Regions from separate parts of the Mus musculus genome. Here all the other regions are linked to region 2. Evidence: chromatin contacts called from public ChIA-PET and Hi-C data. All regions are on one chromosome and are shown on one strand. Each heading gives the region's core, a stretch centred on a gene start, on an enhancer-like site or on the middle of the called end of the contact. The rest is flanking DNA. Distances are from core to core; before and after follow the strand shown. Region 1 holds the start of Ect2l (epithelial cell transforming sequence 2 oncogene-like). Region 2 overlaps Ect2l (epithelial cell transforming sequence 2 oncogene-like). Region 3 holds the start of Ccdc28a (coiled-coil domain containing 28A).

Region 1 (2,700 bases), core at 165-2,664, 68 kb after region 2:
TTACAGCTCACACATGCAAACTGGAAAGAGCTTCAGTTAGTGTCTGAAGTGTAATTCCTTCAAAAACATCTTCTAAAGGGGCCGTCTACCGACTACAGGGAAGAACTGCAAGACACAAAAATGTGAAAAATCGGAAAGGAAACACAATGCCAGTCAAGTTCATTTCCCCACATCGGGAGCATAATTTAATGTGAGTACAAGCCAGTGTGTATATTTATATTAAATATGCAGGACATAATAGGCAATGAAGTGATGAGATGTCTTGAGGGAATGTGTGCACTGAAGCACCATTGACTACATATACATACTATACACACACACACACATGAATGATAATTCCTGGGGCTGAGGATGTAGTTCAGTAGGTAAAGTGAAAGTGCTTGGCCAGCAAGCATGAAACCCTGATTTCACCCATATAAAGCTGATAAGCTGGCGTAGTGTCATATACATGTAACTCCAGTTCTGGGAGGTGAGGGCAAGTGGATCTGGAGTTAAAACCAGCACAGTGAATTGGAGACTAGGCTGAGCTATTTAGATACACACACACACACACACACACACACACACACACACACACACAGACAGAGACAGAGACAGAGAGAAAGAGACAGACAGACAAATTAAGGAAAAATGAGACTTGTACTGGTATTTTAAATGGTAATTATGCTCACTGACTTAAAGCTACTAAATCAAAACAAGAGGTAACTGCACTAACATTTTTAAAAATTTCCTTCACTCCTATTTTTCTCCCCCTAAAATTAGTGTTTTTAGAACACCATTTCTGAGGCCCCTCAACAACACAAACAACAAAGTTCCTGAAGCCAGAACGCCACAGGCAGGATGTGCATACCACTGCTTGAACTGAGTGAACTTGAACACAGACCGTGCCAGGAAACTGTTCTGATACTTGGAGCAATGTTTATTAATAAGCACAACGCCAGTACTTCTCAAGAGATAAACATTTAGCAATGTGTCGGAATTATTCACCATAGTCATAAAATCTAGCATATGAAACCTGAGAACAACAGACCAGTTACTATAGAGCCTTAGTCTCGTCTTTATTAGCCATACAGCCTCGTCCCACATCTTTTGGACTCCAGAGTAGCAAAAAGAGTGAGAAGAGACAGGGGGTGGGTGGGGGAGTTGGTATGAGCCAATCTGGGATCCTGTGAAATATTAGTGTTTTCCAAAGTGCTGGAGCACTCTAGAGTGCTCTGGAGGAGGAAAGTTGCCACCACCCAACTCAAACGTGACCCTGACAGAGGTCTCCAAGACCATGGAGCGCTGCTCAAGGTTTTTCCAGAAGCCCCAAGGAAAAGACATCTCCAAGAAGGGAAGAGCTTTACCTCGAGGAGAGGCCAAGGGCTGAGCACGTTGGCCAGGCAGCAGTCTCCTCTTGGCACTGTGCAGGAAATGAAGGCAGTTTTCCAGATCACAGCCTAGGGAGGCAGGTGGGGCACGTGTGCCCCCATCTCCATAGGGAAGACAACACACAAGACAACACACGCTGCCACCACGCCCCACAGGTCCGGTGTCCCTTGCTCGGTGCTGCACTCCAGTGGCCAACCTCGGTCTTTGCTTCAGGAGGCTCCTGAAGGTTGTCACCTTCCCTCTGTTCTCTCAAGTTCTAGGTGGATTTCTTTTGCTGGCCGCCGGTCCCAGGCAGTTGCAGCTGGATCTCGAGGGCCTTCAAGTTGCTGGGAAGAGGTGACAAATGCACAGCTGCTGTCTGCCAAATTCTGCTTAGCTTTACACTAGCCAGCAATTTTAAAGCACTGAGATGGCAAAGGTAACGTTTCTTACCCTTTCTCATGTTCATCTTTAGCAAATCCTCAAAAAATTTTAAAGTTTTTTTTTTTAAACAGTATTAGTTAATACAGGAGTCAGAAAGACAGAACATCAACATGATTCTAATTGCTTTGGTCAAGATGCCTGAGCAGACTTATCGTAAAGCCACCCTCTTCCCACTTCTTTTGAATTTAACAGAAAGATTTCACAATACTTCAAGCATGGGAAAGTTAAAAATCCTATGAATGGTGAGGCTAAACAAGATCCAGGGATGAAGTCTGAACGGAGACACAACGAAGTTAAAATAGCTTGCTCTAACAGTAGATTTTATGAGGTCATCTATAACTCAATAAAATACAATGATTTTGCAACATCTATGTTCTAAGAGTGGCTAGGCATGAAGGAAAATTAAAATTGAGATTCTGTCTTACCTTAATCAGAATGGCTATCTCCAGGCCTCTACATGCTGAGCAGCCTATGGAGGAAGGGCAATGGCTACCCACTGTTAGTGGGAATATAAACTGCTGCAGCCACTATGGAAATCCATATGGAAGGGTCTCCAAAGGCTGAAATTAGAACTACTGATGGCTCAGAGGTTAAGGGCACTGACTGCTCTTCCAGAGGTCCTGAGTTCAATTCCCAGCGTAATGGGATCTGATGTGCTCTTCTGGAGTGTCTGAAGACAGCTACAGTGTACTCATATAAAATAAATAAATAAATCTTTAAAAAAAAAAAAAGAACTATCGTATGACCCAGTTGTACCACTTCTGAGCATACACCCAAAGGATTCTACAGTCTAACACAGGGATTCCTTCTCTACTGACATCAGCTAACAAATGAATAGCCTAAACACACATGATGCCAGTTTATGTAGACGTTAGGAAAAAGAAATCCTGATATTTCCTGGCAAAT
Region 2 (2,700 bases), core at 126-2,625:
AGTGACATTCCAAAAGTGTTCCACTCTATTTAATATCCATTTCAATTGTACTCCATCATCATCACTGGTGTACCTACTCGAAATCATGTGCTACTACTCGGTATGTACATGTCTAAAACATGTCAATGTTGCTAATGTCTGAGTCAAAGATTTACTGATCTCACGCTCCAAGAACATTTCAGAGCAAGGCCATTTATACCTGTAAACAATTAAGGGCTTAAGAAGATTCTTGGTGTTGATAATAATAATAGCTGCCACAGCTAAATGTACTGAAGAGCTGACTGCTCTCACTTTGCTAATGAAGTAGGTAGCGGTATTTACCGTAGCTATAATACGTTTGCCACCAGTTTGTTTCTGGTAATACTGTTTTCTCTAATTCTTGTCCTCAAGGTCAAGTGTCTTAATCAAGTTGTCCATCGAGCCGAGCTTGTGTGCCCTGGTATTGTAGTGGCAGAGAGGATTCTGAGCTCACAATCATGCTTCAGCTTATGTTTTCAATGCCCTGTCACTGTGACATGACATGACACTGTGACCCACCTGGCTAGGGTCCATGAAAACTTGGCAGTGGGTAGCTGGAGCACAACTACTGGTTCCTGAGCACTGCTGTGTGTCCACCACTGTATTAGCCCCTACTTCAAGGTCCCTGTTCTCAAGAAACTCAAAGTCCAGGGGGGTGGGAGTGGGGGGAGGATGGGGGAGAGCTGAAAAGCAGTCCTTCCCACTTATCTCAGGCCTTTGGGTTATACAGGATTAGGTGGAAATAGTGCAACCACTTACCTTTTCGATGGTTTTCAGAACAACTGGATAATTGTTGAAGAAATTGGTATATATGTTCAGCTGGCTTCCAAACTTTATGAATATTTCTCCCACACAGTGAGCTGGGCTCCATTCCTGTAGTCTGTCTCGTAGGTTATCTAGAAACTCTCTACAATATGAGAAGTTTGTATCTTGAAATAGGGGCCTGTTGAAAGTCTCCCAAACTTAAGCCATGAATTCATTAGTGTAGGCTTTTCTGCTTAGTCTTTTGTGGTAGGGCTTTCTTTTGACCCATTGACCACAGAACAGTGTGCATTTGATAGGATGGGATCTGGGCAGAATGAGGGAAGAGGTTGGCTGTCCAGGATCCCATCTTTTACCTTAACTCCTTGGGTCCTAATCCAGCTTCCGACCCTCGGAGAGCCAGGGCCATGGACATTCTCACAGTCTTCTGAGGAGAATGGCACTTTTTAAAGCTTCAAGGCCAAGAACCATAGCTTACATACAGCCCACACACTCAACAGATCCAAGGTGACCTTCTTAGCTACTCTAGGTCATAAAAACTGAGAGATGTTCCATCAGCCTTCTCACTGAGTCACAGCGGGGGCCCAGGAAGTGGCAAACTATCTCTCCAGATCTGCGGAAATTGACTGTGACTAGCTCTGGGCTCATCTCACTCACGATAGGTAGACACTGTTGTTTTTCTTAATCTCTCAACAGATGTAGAAAACCCACGATGGAAAAGCAGAGTAGCCATCGAATCCTTTTGCTCCTGGCCCATTCAATTAGACATTATTGACTCTTGCCCACGGACTTTCATGGGAGCGGTTTATTGCTTACTGAATGCTGAGGCATCGATTATTTTTCTTTCACATACTGTAACCTGGGGCTGGAGTGGCACTGGAAGCCATCTGCTGGCTGTAGCTGTCAGAGGACATGCAAAGGAGCCTCTCTGCTCTTTCAGGTGAAGGGATCCCCAAGAAGATAGAGAGCTGCTGGACCATAGTGGAGCTTTGGAAACAAAGTTTGCTCTTCCCTCATCTAGGGGAGTACTGTTTTGTTAAAGACGCCATCTTTAGGGCTTACCTGTTGAGGTTTAAGATGTGCAGAATGTCAGAAAAAATGATGTGGATATTGGCAGCACTCAGAATGGCTCTGTTTGAGGAGAGCGCTGCCCTCAGGGGCTTGGCGTACACGTCCTGCACAATTCGCAGCATCTGCACGTACCGTCTCTCGCTCTGCACAAGCTCCCTCACAACTTGGGCTCGTGTCTCTACTGAGTTCATCTGGAGCTTCCTCTCCTGCAGAAACATCAAGGATTCATGAGAAATTTAATGACTGGGGCCCTCAGCAAAGGACAACGTGTTTAAGGAGGTGGAAGAGACCCAAAAAAGGGATTGTCCTAAGGGAAGATGGCTGGTTCCTAGTGATCATTTGTTTGGAGCATAAGAAGCCATGTCCTAAGGCCAAAATGAGCCCTGGACCCAGCCTAGGTATGATGGGGCTATAAAGATCTCTATGTGTGAGCTCAAGGCTGCAGAGCTCACACTTTCTTCTCTCTCTCCTTAGGTAAGCCACTTAGTTTTTCTCATTCAGGTGTTCATGTGTAAAACTGTGGATACTAACATCAACTTTGGAGTCTTAGGAAAAGGAAGGAAAACAACTATGAAGCCAAAATTGTGCTTGCATGTTGTACCTTTCAGCATCCCGCTCTGAAAGCTTCAGCTCAGAGCAGAGCACATTGCATCGATTGACTACAGTCAGCTTTCAGAGCTGGACTGTGAGTGGGTGTGCCAATTAAAAACTGCAGACCTATCCTGGCCCACAACTCAAATAGAAGCCCCCTGCTCTACCAGAAGCCACTGCAGTATCCAGAACCCCAGGTCAGATCCTGCCCACAGACATGCAACACTTCCTCAGACCCCACTCAGCTTTCCTCCAACA
Region 3 (2,700 bases), core at 181-2,680, 93 kb after region 2:
ACAGCTTCACCTTTTCTTTTTGAAAAACAATTCTGCTCTATGTCCTTGGCTGGCTGAGAAATTACTACGTAAGCCACGCTGGTTTCCAACCTGTGATGATCCTTCTCCCTCGGCTCTTGAGTGAGTCCTGGAAGGATGGGCATGTGCCACAAGTCTAGCTCTTTCGATTTGAATTTTCTTAATTCTATTATTAATTTATCACAAAAAAGTGTCAGAAAATGCATACCTGTTCCCCCCTTCAAATCGTTAACTGCACTATGAATTTAAAAAGATTTACTTTATGTATGTGAGTATAGTGTTACTCTCTTTAAACACACCAGAAGAGGGCATCAGATCCCATTACAGATGATTGTGAGCCATCATGTGGTTTCTGGGAATTGAACTCAGGATCTCTGGTCGTTTAAAAAATACTGTGGGGCTTAAGAGATGGCTCTGCAGTTAAGAGCACTGACTACTCTTTTCGGAGGTCTCTTTTGATTTCCAGGCCCAACAATGCTGCTTATGACAGTAACTTCTGTCCCAAGGTATCCAGTGCCCTCTTCTGGCCTCCAGGGGCACAGTGTGCACCTGTACACAGTCATCTAATAAAATTTAAAATCTAAAAGTGTTGAATTTAGTCCTGCCATGACTATTTTAAAAGACTGAAACTGACTTCTGTCACTCCTAAAAGAATTAGTCGGGAATTATACAGGTAATTTATTTTTGTTTTGCTAGCTGATGTGGGTTTTTCTTGGAAAAGGGTACAGCATTCAGTCTCTTGTCTCAGATACCAAGAGCGAATCCACTTGAGTCATTCGGGAATTGTTTAGCTGTAATACAGATTAAATAAAACTTTGAAGATGACGGAGCAGGTTTCCAAGAGATGAGGATCTGTATAATTGGTGATACATATAAACACGCTAACCTTCAAATCTATGGATGCTAATACACATTTGGTAACAAAAGAGGAGGAAAAAGCAAAAACCAGTTAATACATAAAGCATCGCCAATAAACCAATGGTCCCCGAGGGACCAAGCTTGCGATGTCCTCTTTTCTGAAAGATAACATCTGTCACAAGACCCTGAAATCCTTCTTGTATGACAAACACGAGGGACCTTTCCAGAGGGGACGAACTGCTCACGGTTGAATGTCAGGCCTCGCTGCCAACCAGAATCACCAGAGGTGCCTCTGGACTTTGCCTCATTCATTTCCCTTCCGCAACCCAGCCCTGCGATGACCCATCTACACTCAGCGGTGACCAGAGCAGGTGCTGAGGGGCTCGAATGAACAGGTTGCGGGGTCCCCTTACCCCATTACATACCGGAGGGAGAAAAGGCTGTGGTTACCCTTCCTCGGCTAGGAAAAGTAAGAGAGCGTTCAAAGCCTCCGCCAGGGCTGCATCAAGAGCCCAGCTCGTCTGCCTGGGTCACAAACCCAGGCAAGCGCCCTTTGTTTACGGAAGTGACGTAATCTGGGCGGGGCCCTCCGAGAGGCGAAAAGCCCCGCCTCTCCCAGGTCCCTTAGCGATGCTCGCGTCTCTGCTTTGGGCTCCGTCTTCCCATAGCCGCCTTCAGGTATGGCTCCAGCGGCTGCGGGAAAGAGGAGTTGTTGTTGGCCACTCCACTTCTGCCTGTCTCATGGCCTCATGGAAACTGGCTGTATATTGTCCTCACCGGAAGCGGCCAGCCACCTCGGTGAAGGACCGCCCCATGCACTGCAATTCCCAGCATGCCTTTCGAACAAATCGAAGGCGGAGCCTATTGTCCCCTTGCGGCGGATCCACACCTCGGATTGGCTGCTTTTAGTTTGGCTTGAGAAGCGGTATTGGGTTCAGCATCCCTGATGCTGTGCCGCCAAGTGTGATTCTGTAAATAGCCAGTATCCAAGCATTGCAGTTGGGTGTGGTGGGGGTGGGGTGAGTGCGTTTAGGTTTTCTGTGTACCTGTCTGTCTGTCTATCAGTCTTTCTTCGTTTTCTTTGCCTTTTTTTGACCAAGTCTCGTATAGCCGACACTGCTCAGGAACCGGTTATGTTGTTGAGATCTTCCTGCCTGCGCTTCTCATACGGGTATGTGTCACTCGTCCCACTTTACCTCACTACAGTCCTTTAAGGTAATGTCAAAATCCCCGTTTTAGAAGTGATTCTGAGGTCGGGCGTGGTGGCGCACGCCTTTAATCCCAGCACTTGGGAGGCAGAGGCAGGCGGGTTTCTGAGTTCGAGGCCAGCCTGGTCTACAAAGTGAGTTCCAGGACAGCCAGGGCTATAAAGAGAAACCCTGTCTCGAAAAAACCGAAAAGAAAAAAAAAAAAAAAGAAAGAAAGAAAACAAATGAAATGATTCTGAGATTCAGAAAGGCTAATCAGACTTGCTGCCTGACTCCCCACTTCATCCCCGGGATTAGGAATTGAGGGCTAAGAGAGAAGGCTCAACCCTAAACTAAAGAAAACTTACCTTTCCCTCCTTGATGTGGATGCCTTCTCAGAGGGAAGATGGGACTTTTTAGATTCCGACTTTCTTAGATTGAGGTGACCCTGTCCTTCAATCTCCCCATTACCTAGGGAGGAAATTGTGTCTAGAGATTATATTGAGACAGAGCAAAAATGGAGTTACTAAGTACTTAAACTCATACTATGAGATGTTCTTCCATTAGGAAAAACAAAACCAAAAACTTGGAATTCTTAAAAAAAACAAACCAAAAAACAAAACAAAATAACAAAAAC

What was found. Hi-C and Micro-C count contacts between places; a contact is called where the count stands out from the background. ChIA-PET counts read pairs in DNA pulled down with a chosen protein or histone mark.
Region 1: a contact with region 2 is called in a Hi-C map of CD8 T cells, with 1.7 times the contacts expected there. The contact joins the promoter of Ect2l here to the enhancer-like site in region 2. A contact is called at or near these places in 2 of 15 datasets of contacts at CTCF or cohesin (CD8 T cells and pro-B cells), 37 of 484 Hi-C or Micro-C datasets (B cells, the C2C12 cell line, CD4 T cells and 24 more), 15 of 115 datasets of contacts at active chromatin or transcription factors (the 230-238 cell line, CD8 T cells, T-cell acute lymphoblastic leukemia and 8 more) and 4 of 9 other capture datasets (adipose tissue, embryonic stem cells, liver and 1 more).
Region 3: an RNA polymerase II ChIA-PET map of memory CD8 T cells shows a contact between it and region 2, with 53 read pairs. The contact joins the promoter of Ccdc28a here to the enhancer-like site in region 2. A contact is called at or near these places in 1 of 39 promoter capture datasets (macrophages), 3 of 115 datasets of contacts at active chromatin or transcription factors (the 230-238 cell line, effector CD8 T cells and memory CD8 T cells) and 3 of 9 other capture datasets (adipose tissue, liver and pancreatic islet).

What each region holds. Positions count from the first base shown.
Region 1 is chr10:18,209,413-18,212,112 of GRCm38.p6, forward strand. It overlaps Ect2l (epithelial cell transforming sequence 2 oncogene-like), which reads right to left and starts at 1,415. Exons shown (of 22, transcript NM_001370991.1): 1 at 1,347-1,415.
Region 2 is chr10:18,141,051-18,143,750 of GRCm38.p6, forward strand. Ect2l (epithelial cell transforming sequence 2 oncogene-like) reads right to left here. Exons shown (of 22, transcript NM_001370991.1): 15 at 1,843-2,057; 16 at 778-925. Among named protein-coding and RNA genes, the nearest start is that of Ect2l, 68 kb to the right of the region's middle. Within about 2 kb of position 1,376, at least 29 of the 459 cell types and tissues checked have an H3K27ac peak or open chromatin away from gene starts, as enhancers often do. A contact at or near this core is called in CD8 T cells, CD8 central memory T cells, Th1 cells and 8 more, where this site is marked.
Region 3 is chr10:18,233,551-18,236,250 of GRCm38.p6, forward strand. It overlaps Ccdc28a (coiled-coil domain containing 28A), which reads right to left and starts at 1,431. Exons shown (of 6, transcript NM_144820.4): 1 at 1,302-1,431.